Linked DNA regions of Sus scrofa: region 2 is linked to region 1. Evidence: chromatin contacts called from public Hi-C data. All regions are on one chromosome and are shown on one strand. The core of a region is the stretch at or near the end of the contact, and the rest is flanking DNA. Distances in the headings are between cores, read along the strand shown.

What was found. Hi-C and Micro-C count contacts between places; a contact is called where the count stands out from the background.
Region 2: a contact with region 1 is called in a Hi-C map of mesenteric adipose tissue, with 1.9 times the contacts expected there. The contact joins the promoter of TMEM128 here to the promoter of ZBTB49 in region 1. A contact is called at or near these places in 1 of 5 promoter capture datasets (liver) and 4 of 47 Hi-C or Micro-C datasets (heart right ventricle, liver, mesenteric adipose tissue and 1 more).

What each region holds. Positions count from the first base shown.
Region 1 is chr8:6,078,010-6,082,813 of Sscrofa11.1, reverse strand. It overlaps ZBTB49 (zinc finger and BTB domain-containing protein 49), which reads left to right and starts at 1,510. Exons shown (of 8, transcript XM_003128851.6): 1 at 1,510-1,633. It overlaps LYAR (cell growth-regulating nucleolar protein), which reads right to left and starts at 1,482. Exons shown (of 9, transcript XM_003128852.4): 1 at 1,318-1,482.
Region 2 is chr8:6,112,312-6,117,262 of Sscrofa11.1, reverse strand. It overlaps TMEM128 (transmembrane protein 128), which reads right to left and starts at 2,271. Exons shown (of 5, transcript XM_003128854.4): 1 at 2,131-2,271; 2 at 1-102. The coding sequence starts at 2,227.

The sequences.
Region 1 (4,804 bases), core at 261-2,760:
CTCCGATTCAACCCCTAGCCTGGGAACCTCCATATGCCGCGGGAGCGGCCCAAGAAATAGCAACAACAACAACAACAAAAAAGACAAAAAGACAAAAAAAAAAAAAAAAAAAAAGGAACTATTCTTAAAACCTTCTTTCATATGCAGACCCAAGCCCCATGGCTACCATCACCACCAAAACAGCCCACCTAAGGGGCTAAGCTGTCAAGAGCCCCCAGTGAGCACCCTGACCTTGAGCTAGTCACTGTCCCCGCTGAACTTCAGTTCTCTCATCCCCCATCTGGTATTCCATTCTTGGAACAGCAAGGATGTGTTGGAAGGAAAGAAGAGACAAGTACAAAACATCCATCTTCACGCCTAAATCCCAGAACGAACGTGGGGTAACGAGGGTCTGGACTGCACTTAACACTCCCTTGCTCTTTGCAAAAACTCACGCATCTCCACTTCGCAGATGACCTAAATGAGGCTGTAAGAAATCAAGCCCTGTCTCTCTACCTACAAGTTCCAATCTCATACCCTCCCACACACTACATCACCAGCACTGATTTAAAGAGCCTTCCTTCACTGGGGTATAGTAACTCTGTGGAACCCTACCCGTTTCAAGCCCTAAGCTAGGCACTGGGGGACTGGAGACGATGGGCCAGGAAGTCCCTGGTGGGCCCTCTGTAAGAAAAGCAGCCTGGCAAATACCCACACCCCACCTCATTCCCCTAAGGTGTCCTCAGAGGCAGGCGCTGCAGAAAATCCTGGCATTTATTGGGCATCTACTATGTTCCAACCCCTGCTGTTTGTGCTCATGTAATCCTCACAAGTCCTGAGTTAGGTCTATACTACTTCCTTCCGACAGACCAGGTTCACTAACTTGCAGATGGTCACGCATCCAGTTAGTGGCAAATCTGGATTCCCATGCAGCGAACGGGCCCTAAGTCCGTGCCCTCAACCACTATGCCCTAAGGCCTCCTCCTCGGGGACTGGGCTCCCCAAGACTAAAAGAAGAAAAGCGCCTTCTCTCCAACAGGTGGCAAGCCTGCAGCCCAGTTCGGTGGGGATCAACCATCCTGGTTGGAACCCCCTCTGTGGATTCGCAGCATGAGAACCTTTCCATTTTAAAACCCAGAGGAACTGGCCATTCTAAGTCCAGGGCTCCTTTCATTTTCCCAGAATAAGAGAAAGATCTGAACGCATTTCCTCCTTCCATGCGTGCAAGCCAAGAGGGGCTCTTAACCGTGGAGACGCAGGCATCGGCCGCGGCTCACCCCCTGCCCCAACCTCTGAGCCCCAGCCTCCTAGGTCGGACTCTGGGACACCGCCCCTTACCTCTCAGCCAGCGCCCGCCAACGGTTTCAACCGGCCGCGGGGAGCACGTGGAATCGCCGCCGCCGCCCGCCCAGCAGAGCTGCCACCTCCCGCTCGAGCTTCCCCGCGCAGAATTCGCTTCTGAAACCTCCCGCGCTTGCGCGCCGCGGCCACACCCCCTTAGCGGAAGTGACGCCACCGGAAGCCGGAGGGCGGGGCCGGCGGCGGAGGGGGCGTTGTCGGGATGGTTCCGCTGCCGGCGTTGCCCCGCGAGCTGCGCTGAGGGCGGCGGCCGCAGGTGAAGAGGAGGCGGCGGGGCGGGCAGCGGCCTCCGAGGGTAAGGTGGGCGCCGGGTCGGGAGGCCGGCCTCGCGAGGGCTTGCAGGGCCGGCGCTGTGGGAGCGTTTCGGAGTCCGGCTGGGCGCCTCAGGGCCGGGCAGGGCAGGGACCCGCCGCCCCTCGCGCATCCTGGGGCAGCGCGAGAGTCAGTGCAGCTGCCGGGTCGCGCGGGAATTAGCCTGCGGCCGCGCCGTGCTCTAACTCAGAAACGCCAAGGCCGAGTCAGGGTCCTGGAGCGGGGCCCTACCCCCCTTGCAGCTCCCTCGGCCTGGAAGCCCCACCCGCGTTCCCACCCGGCCTCCTCCCGCTCGTTGCTCCCGGCCGCCGGGGCTGCGCCCGCGGGAAGCTGCGGGTCCCTTCCCGACCGACTCCCGGCTCCTTCCATCGCAGTGCACTTGAGAGTAGTGCTGAGACTACGGAGCGCCCGGCCGGGTCTCACTGCCATGCGACTTCTCTGTGCCGCGGTCCCGCGTCTCTAAAACAGGTGTAGTAAGAGTACCTCCTTCGTGCGGTTCTTGTAGGATTTCATGAGTTGGTGAACCTAAAGCACTCAGTAGAGCGCCTGCCGCTTCATCGCTTGGCTGCTCTTCTTAGCCCTGGAGACAGGCCCGGCGCACAGCAGTGGTTGCCCAAGTTGTGAGCTGCTTAAATGATGAATGAAAGTTGAACGGGGTGTAAACAGGGAATCGTGAGAAGCATTAGCCCTAAGGAGGGTGTCGCTCTGGAGGTGCGCAGTGTTGGGCCTGGAACGGAGGGTGTAAGAATGTATGCGAGGGCCACCATCACAAAATACCATAGCCTGGCCGGAGGGTGGGGTGGGCGGGGGCGGGGGGAGCTTGAACAAAATGCATTTATTTTCGCACACTGTGGGAACTAGAAGTCCAAGAGCAAGGTGTCAGCAGGTTTGGTTCCTTCTGAGGGTGCCTCTTGTTGGCCCCTGGATGCCCGCTTTCTGGCTGCATTCTTACGTGGTCCCTTCTACCTATATGCCCATCCTTGGTTTCTTGGTGGCTGCGTCCAGATTTCTTCTTCTTTTTTTTTTTTTTTGTCTTTTTGCCATTTCTTGGGCCGCTCCCGCGGCATATGGAGGTTCCCAGGCTAGGGGTCCAATTAGAGTGTAGCCGCCAGCCTATGCCAGAGCCACAGCAAGGCCACCCGGAGTGACTGACTGACTGGTTGGGGAGCTGCCCTGCAACCTACACCACAGCTCATGGCAACGCCAGATCCTTAACCTCATTGAGCAAGGCCAGGGATCAAACCCACAACCTCATGGTTCCTAGTCGGATTCGTTAACCACTGAGCCACGACGGGAACTCCCTGGATTTCTTCTTATGAGAATATCAGTCAGATTGGCTAAGGGTCCACCCCCAACTCCCATTTTAACTTAATCTCCTCCTTAAAGCCGCATCTCCAAACGCAGTCACGCTGAGGTACTGGGGGTTAACTTTGTCGTATGGATTTGGGGGGAACACAGTTTGGTCCATAAAAGAAAGAATTTGCCAGAATGGGCAAAGAAGGAAATCTTCTCCAACAGCAGTGACAGAATGGTGAAGGGGTTTAAAAGCTGGGTGCTTGGGGTGGATTTATGTGCAGGGCACCTGTGTCCTGCATCGTTATTTGTGCTCTCCAGCATCTTTTTTTTTTTTTCATTTGCTCCCCTTGAAAAATCAGAGTGAGCTCTCTTTGCTCTTTCCCTGGCAAACTTAACTTTCAGGTTTCAGCATAGATGTCTCTTCTCCAAGAAACTTTTCTTCTGATCCTTGTCCCCCAGATTAATTTGTGCCTCCCCCATTTAATATCTCCAGGACAGTGCTATTCTTGTTTCTTCCACTGAACTGACACTTGATGTAGATGGAGGATGACCACATCTGAGCTGTTCACCATCGTGCCTCAGTGCCTGGCATGGCGTGGACACTGTAAAGTTAAGTGAATGATGCAGACCCTGAGACACGGCCTGTGGAGGGCAAGGAACCTTCCATCCTAAGACCACAGTGTCTTGCACATAGTAGCCACACTTTTAACTGTATTGGTCCGCATAGCATCGTAGAGTCATCATAAAGTCAAGACAGGAGTCCAGGCTCGTTTGCAGGTAGCCAGTGCTTTTGTCATCAGGGATAGGTTGGCGGGGGTGGGGGGGGGCAGGGATTAAGTCATTTGAAAAACATCATGGCCAGAGAGGAAGGTGGGACCCCTCTAAGGCAAGCACAGTGCTGAGGTGTGTGATCTGTGGACCCTCGGAGAAGTAATCTTTCAACAGCCTCACTGGACAGACTTCTGTAATTCTTCCCTTTGGTGTTTGGCCAGTTAGTAAATTGGCCCACAGAACAGAAAGCCTTTTGCTCTAGGAGACCTCTCTACAGAATAAAATTCCATTTTGGCTCTTGTTCCTTTTAGAAGCACATCTTTATTTACATCTGTTTAAGCTTTTTTCTTTGTTTTTGTTTTTTAGGGCTACACCCGCAGCATATGGAGGTTTCCAGGCTAGGGATCTAACTGGAGCTATAGGCGCCGGCCTACGCCACAGCCACAGCCACGCCAGATCCGAGCCATGTCTGTGACCTACACCACAGCTCATGGCAACACCAGATCCTTAACCCACTGAAGAAGGCCAGGGATTGAACCCGCAACTTCATGGTTCCTAGTCGGATTTGTTTCTGCTGTGCCACGATGGAAACTCCTAAGCTTTTTCTTGTATTTTCCTTTTTCTCTTTTCCCATATTTCCATTCCTTTCGATGCCATCATTCAGTCCATCTTTCCAGCATCCCATTCTTGGTATAAGACTTGTAGCATTTAGCACAGGAAGATACCTTAAAGATGATCTAACCCAATGGGGGGCCCCCTCCATTTTCACGGATGAGAAAACCTAGGCCCAGAGTCTCCATCCATCCGTAAGCCCTGTATTTAGCACCTACTGTGGCCAAGGCACTGTTCTAGATACCAAAGATACACTGGTCCACAAGACAGAAGATTTTCATTCCTTGTCACAAAGTGAGTTAGCTGCAAAGACAGAGCCCCGTGCTCTTGTATCACAGCATAACACCCGTGTGGCACGCCTTCATCCTCGCGTGTGCCGTGCTCTACGTTGCTGCCTATCTCTGGCGTCACCTGGATAATCAGGCACAGGTGAGAGACTGAAGAGGCCCCTGACTTGATCCAAGGGAGGCCTCTG
Region 2 (4,951 bases), core at 1,022-3,521, 34 kb before region 1:
CAACATAATAGGTCACAACAATGCATGCCAAAATCCAGAATCCAGAATGGATATTGAGTCTTGGAAGAGGTTTCTCCTTTTTCTCAACAGCTGAAGAGGTTTCTGCAAACAAGGGAGAGTTCAACTTATCAAGAAACCATTGACTTCATAGGAAAAATTAAATTAACCTAATCACTTCCCGGGGCTTTTTTTTTTTTTTTTTTTTTGCTTTTTAGGGCCACACTTGTGGCATATGGAAGTTCCCAGGCTAGGGGGCAAAACTGGAGCTACAGCTGCTGGCTATGCCACAGCCACAGCCACACAGGATGTGAGCTGCATCTGCAACCTACACCACAGCTCAAGGCAACGCCAGATCCCTAACCCACTGAGCAGGGCCAAGGATGGAACCCACATCCTCATGGATACTAGTCGGATTTGTTTCTGCTGAACCATGAACAACAGGAACTCCCCCTAGGGCTTTGTAAGAACTAGATTCTCTCCCATTATAGTACCAAGGTCTGTAAAAACATCAAAATCGGTTTTTATTTTTAGCAATAATTAATAGGAGTTTGATAAATATATGTTCACTACAGTCAACTTTTTTTTCCCCTTAAATGAATTTTGGAATCAAACTTATTTATATACTCTTTTGGGAAAAATAATGCTATCTTGGTAGTGTAGGGGACTTTATGTTATGTTTCATATAGAGCCTAGGAAAGTGACTAAAAATCCTGTTAATTAAGAAAAATGCAAGTGGCATATATTAGAACCCAAAATGGACTTGTGATTTTCCAAAAAATATTACTCACAACCACGTACTATAATTATTTTAAACAAGCACAACCTTTTGAGGCAGCTTAAAAGTAGAAACAGCACCCTGGAGGTGCAGTCCCCACAGAGTACTGTCTAAGCAGTGATGGACACGTCAAATTCTGTCCATTTGGGACCAGCTCTGAAACAACAGGTGGCTTGGGGTTGTGTCAAATGAGGCCTAACAAGTGCCCCAGGTATGTGACACACTCTCAGCTCCTGTGAGAACCCCTGGCATGCATCTGAGGTTTCTGGCCATTAGCGGATCACCAGAATTCCTGGGAAACTTATTCATAAAACAGATTCTCAGAGACACTATCAAAATGCATGAACCAGAATGCCGAGGCATGATGTTTTCCGTGTTTATCTTTTCAAGGTAATAAACATACAAGGTTTACAACATACAGGACAAAAAGATCTAAGATGAAATCTCTGCTATATTAACCCCAGTTCCCCAGCCCCCAAGCAACTCCCAGTATCAACTTCTACTGAATTCTTGCATATTCTATGCATCTACAGATGAACACACATCACATGTTACCAGGTTTGTACCCAAATGGGGGCATACCGTGCCTCGTTCTGCACCTTCCCTTGAAAAGTCAGCCACACTAGTATACAAAAGTCTACCTGCTATGTCATGCATGGAGACATTCAAGTGCATTTAAGTAGCTCCTCGCTGATGGTTAACCGGATGTTCCCAACTGTTTGCTATTACAAGTTATGCTAAGATGAAACACTTGGTACCCACATCCTCGTGTAGTGCTAAAGTACGTTTCTTTGATAGATTCTTAGAAATACAACCGGTGGGCATCTTTAAATTTTATTTTCATTTCAGGGCCGCACCTGCTGGCACATGGAAGTTCCCAGGCCAGGGGTCCTATAGGAGCTGCAAGTGCCGGCCTACACCACAGCCACGCCAGAGCCGAGCCACATCTGCGACCTACACATACAGCTTGCAGCGATTTTAACCCACTGAGCGAAGCCAGGGATCCAACCCGCATCCTCATGGATACTAGTCGGGTTCTTAACCCTCTGAGCCACAACGGGAACTCCAGGGGAATATTTTTTATTTTACTGGATATTGCCAAACAGGCATTAGGCCAGCTCTCCTGGGAATCCTGGAGCGCAGCTGACATTAAGATGCGCAGGGCTACATTAGCTCTAAAAATCTTCTATGACACTAAATACCCAACTTGCAAAACTACCTGGGCAGCCTTGAAAAAACGAAACCCAGTCCCTCCTGAGTAGGACTATGGAAGGCCCCCTGGGCCGGCCGTTTCCGGGGGCCTAGCTTTAGGGAACCACGGCGAGATTCGGAGCGCGCCCAAAGGAACGCCTTACCCGGCCTGGGGTAGTTGTCGCGATCCAGCGGAACCTCCGCGTCCGGGGGAAAGAGGTATCGCCGCCGGAGCTGCTCCCGAGCTCGTAAGGCGTCCATCTTGGCACCGCCCAGAAACTTGGCGGAAGTGGCGTCGAGCGCACCGGAACTTCCGGCGTGGGCTCCCCAGCACTTCCGGCGTCGGCTCCCCGGCGGGGGGGGGTTCCTTCCGTGAGGGGTGGAGCCTATGGTGTCTTCGCGGTTTTAGTGGATGAGAACGTGGGTTAGCGTTGGCCTCGCACTGCCGGTGCTCAAATCCACAAACACGATTTGAATTTGAATTTCAATATCTCGATCCTTTCTCTCCTAGACTTTTCTCATTTGTTCCCAACTACGGAGGCCCAGAAGGACCAAGCATAGCGATGCCGGAGAAAGCGCGCGGGCGGGGATACACCGCTCTGCGTGGCGCTTGGCTCCTTTTGCTGAGTCCACAACCCTCCCTAGCTCCTCTCTGTCCAGAGCATCTCAACCCCAGCGTCTTTTCTCCTCCCGCTCCTCCGGAATCGCCCAGCTAGACCTAGAAGGGTCGGAGGCAACCCAGGAAGGGGAAAGGTCTGCTGGGCCAAGCCCAGGAGTCTACAGGGGAGGCTGGGCCGGGCGAGAAAGAAACTTCTCTGGGCCTAACCCCTCTTCTGCACAATGGGGATCATACCTGCCTCATGGACTTGTTCTAGGGTTTAAATGTGAAGCACCTGTATGTGGTTAGTGTTCGTCCCCTTCTTCCGACTTGTGAGTAATTGCCTCCAGCCGGAAACATGGGAAGCTAAATTTACACTTTCCCATCACTGACACTCACAAACTGAAAAAGTAATTCACAAGTTTTCCTCCATCACTAATTTCATTTACTACTCTCCTGCATCCTTCTTATCGTGTCATGTGTTGAGAAATTTTGGCCTTAGCCATTCAAACGTTGGCGGAGCACCTACTACCTGCTAGGAGCTGTTAGGCACCTTGCTAGGCAGTGGAGGTGAGCTAAGACATGACACTGAACTTGAGGAACTCCGTGGCCAAAGATGACCACAGAGTCTCACTGCAGTATAGAGCAGTTGTTTATAAATGTACAGAAGCCTTTAGGTAATTCGGTCAACAAACATTTTCTCAGCAGCTGCACCTGCTAAAATGCTGAGGACTGAAAGGAAGTTAGAATCTAGTGAAGGAGATGATTTCCATCCAGTGCCATAAAGACATCTGTCTATGGGGTTATGGGAGCACCGGATAAAGGGCACCCCTTCATTCCGCTAGGGTGTACAGGGACCTGGGGGAAGGTTTGAGGTGGTTTAAATGCATGGATGGATGTCCAGAAAAGCCAGCCAGGAAGTAAAATTTGAATTAGTAGGCACTCTTTAATATCTTCTCTATGTAATGTCTGCAGAAGACATGTAATACATATTCAAGAAGAGAATGTCAAGTTTTTACGGGTTTATTTCTTTCATTTCTTCATCCTTTCTAGCAAACCCTTGGAGCAAAGGATTAACAGCTGGGTGGATCATATGGCCTTTCTACACAATACCTCCTTTTTGCTGTTCTGTTTTCTTCTTTTTCTTTTCAGACTCCTAAAGAACCAGAGTTCATCTCTTAAAGCCAACTGGGGTCTTTGCCACCCCCCCCCCTTTTCTCTTGTACAGGGTTAGAGGGTTAGAAGCCTTGTGAACAGGAAGTGAACTCCTCCTATCAAATACAGTCTTCTGTTGATTGTCTCCTTTCAGAAAGGTCAGTGCTGGGTCTCCCTTGTAACTGAATATCCCCAAGAGCACCGCAGCAATTCCAGGGTTTCCATGTGTAGTATGTTCGGGTCAGATCAATTTCCCCTTTGGTGGTTTCAGGGCCTTTGTATTTGGATCTGAACTCCTTTCAGGTTTTTTTCCCCTGGTATTTTAAATACACTACTTGCAGACTGTATTCATGATAGTTAAAAGCAAGTTGGAGAAAATCCCATATTTAATGACCACATCCTCATTGATGGGCCCATGAAATAAGTTCTTCAGTGCGTGTACCGTGTGTCTTGATGCTATAGATCTATGAGAGCCGATTGCGGCTGACCAAGAAATTTCATTTTCAGCGTGGATTGCTTGTGGAGGAAAATAAACTTGACTGTGACCTTTGCCGGCCTCCTCTTAGTAATGTGGTTAAGTTCAAGGTTTTTATAGATTATTGAACCCTGGCTCCATCCCTCTGGGTCCTTGGGCGAGTTATTTTGTTGTTTTAAGTGTCCATTTCGTCATCTGTGATAAAATGGGTACCAGAGTGAAGATAAATGTATGCTGATTCTTTTGCTTTGGCTTTTAGGCCATGCTCTTGACAAGTAGAAGCTCTCTGGCCACGGGGTAAACCCAAGCCACAGCAGTGACAATATCAAGTCCTTAGCCACTAGGCCACCAGGGAACTCCAAATGGATGCTGATTGTTCAGCCTAGTGCCTGACATATTCAAGCATGGTAGTTATTATTCACTGCTACTTAATTAGGTTTGCCAGGTCTTCTGGATCTGGCTCCTGCTTACTTCCCTCTGCTTGGGCTCCATTATTCTTCATTGCAATTTTTCGTTGGCTTGAGCTCTCCTATTTGATTGGGAGCTCAGCCATGTCTCAGTAGCTCCCCAGCGCCTTGCAAACACCAGGTGTGCAGCTGGGATTCCATTACGCAGATTTTCACTTTGACCCTTAGTCACAATTAACTCTGGTCTCTGGTGTGGGCAGACATGTGTCCACCTGACAGCTCTTCTGAGAAACCACCTTTTTTCCCTTTGGTAGTGGTCCTGCAGTGTTCTCAGAAGACTGATCCCGCTC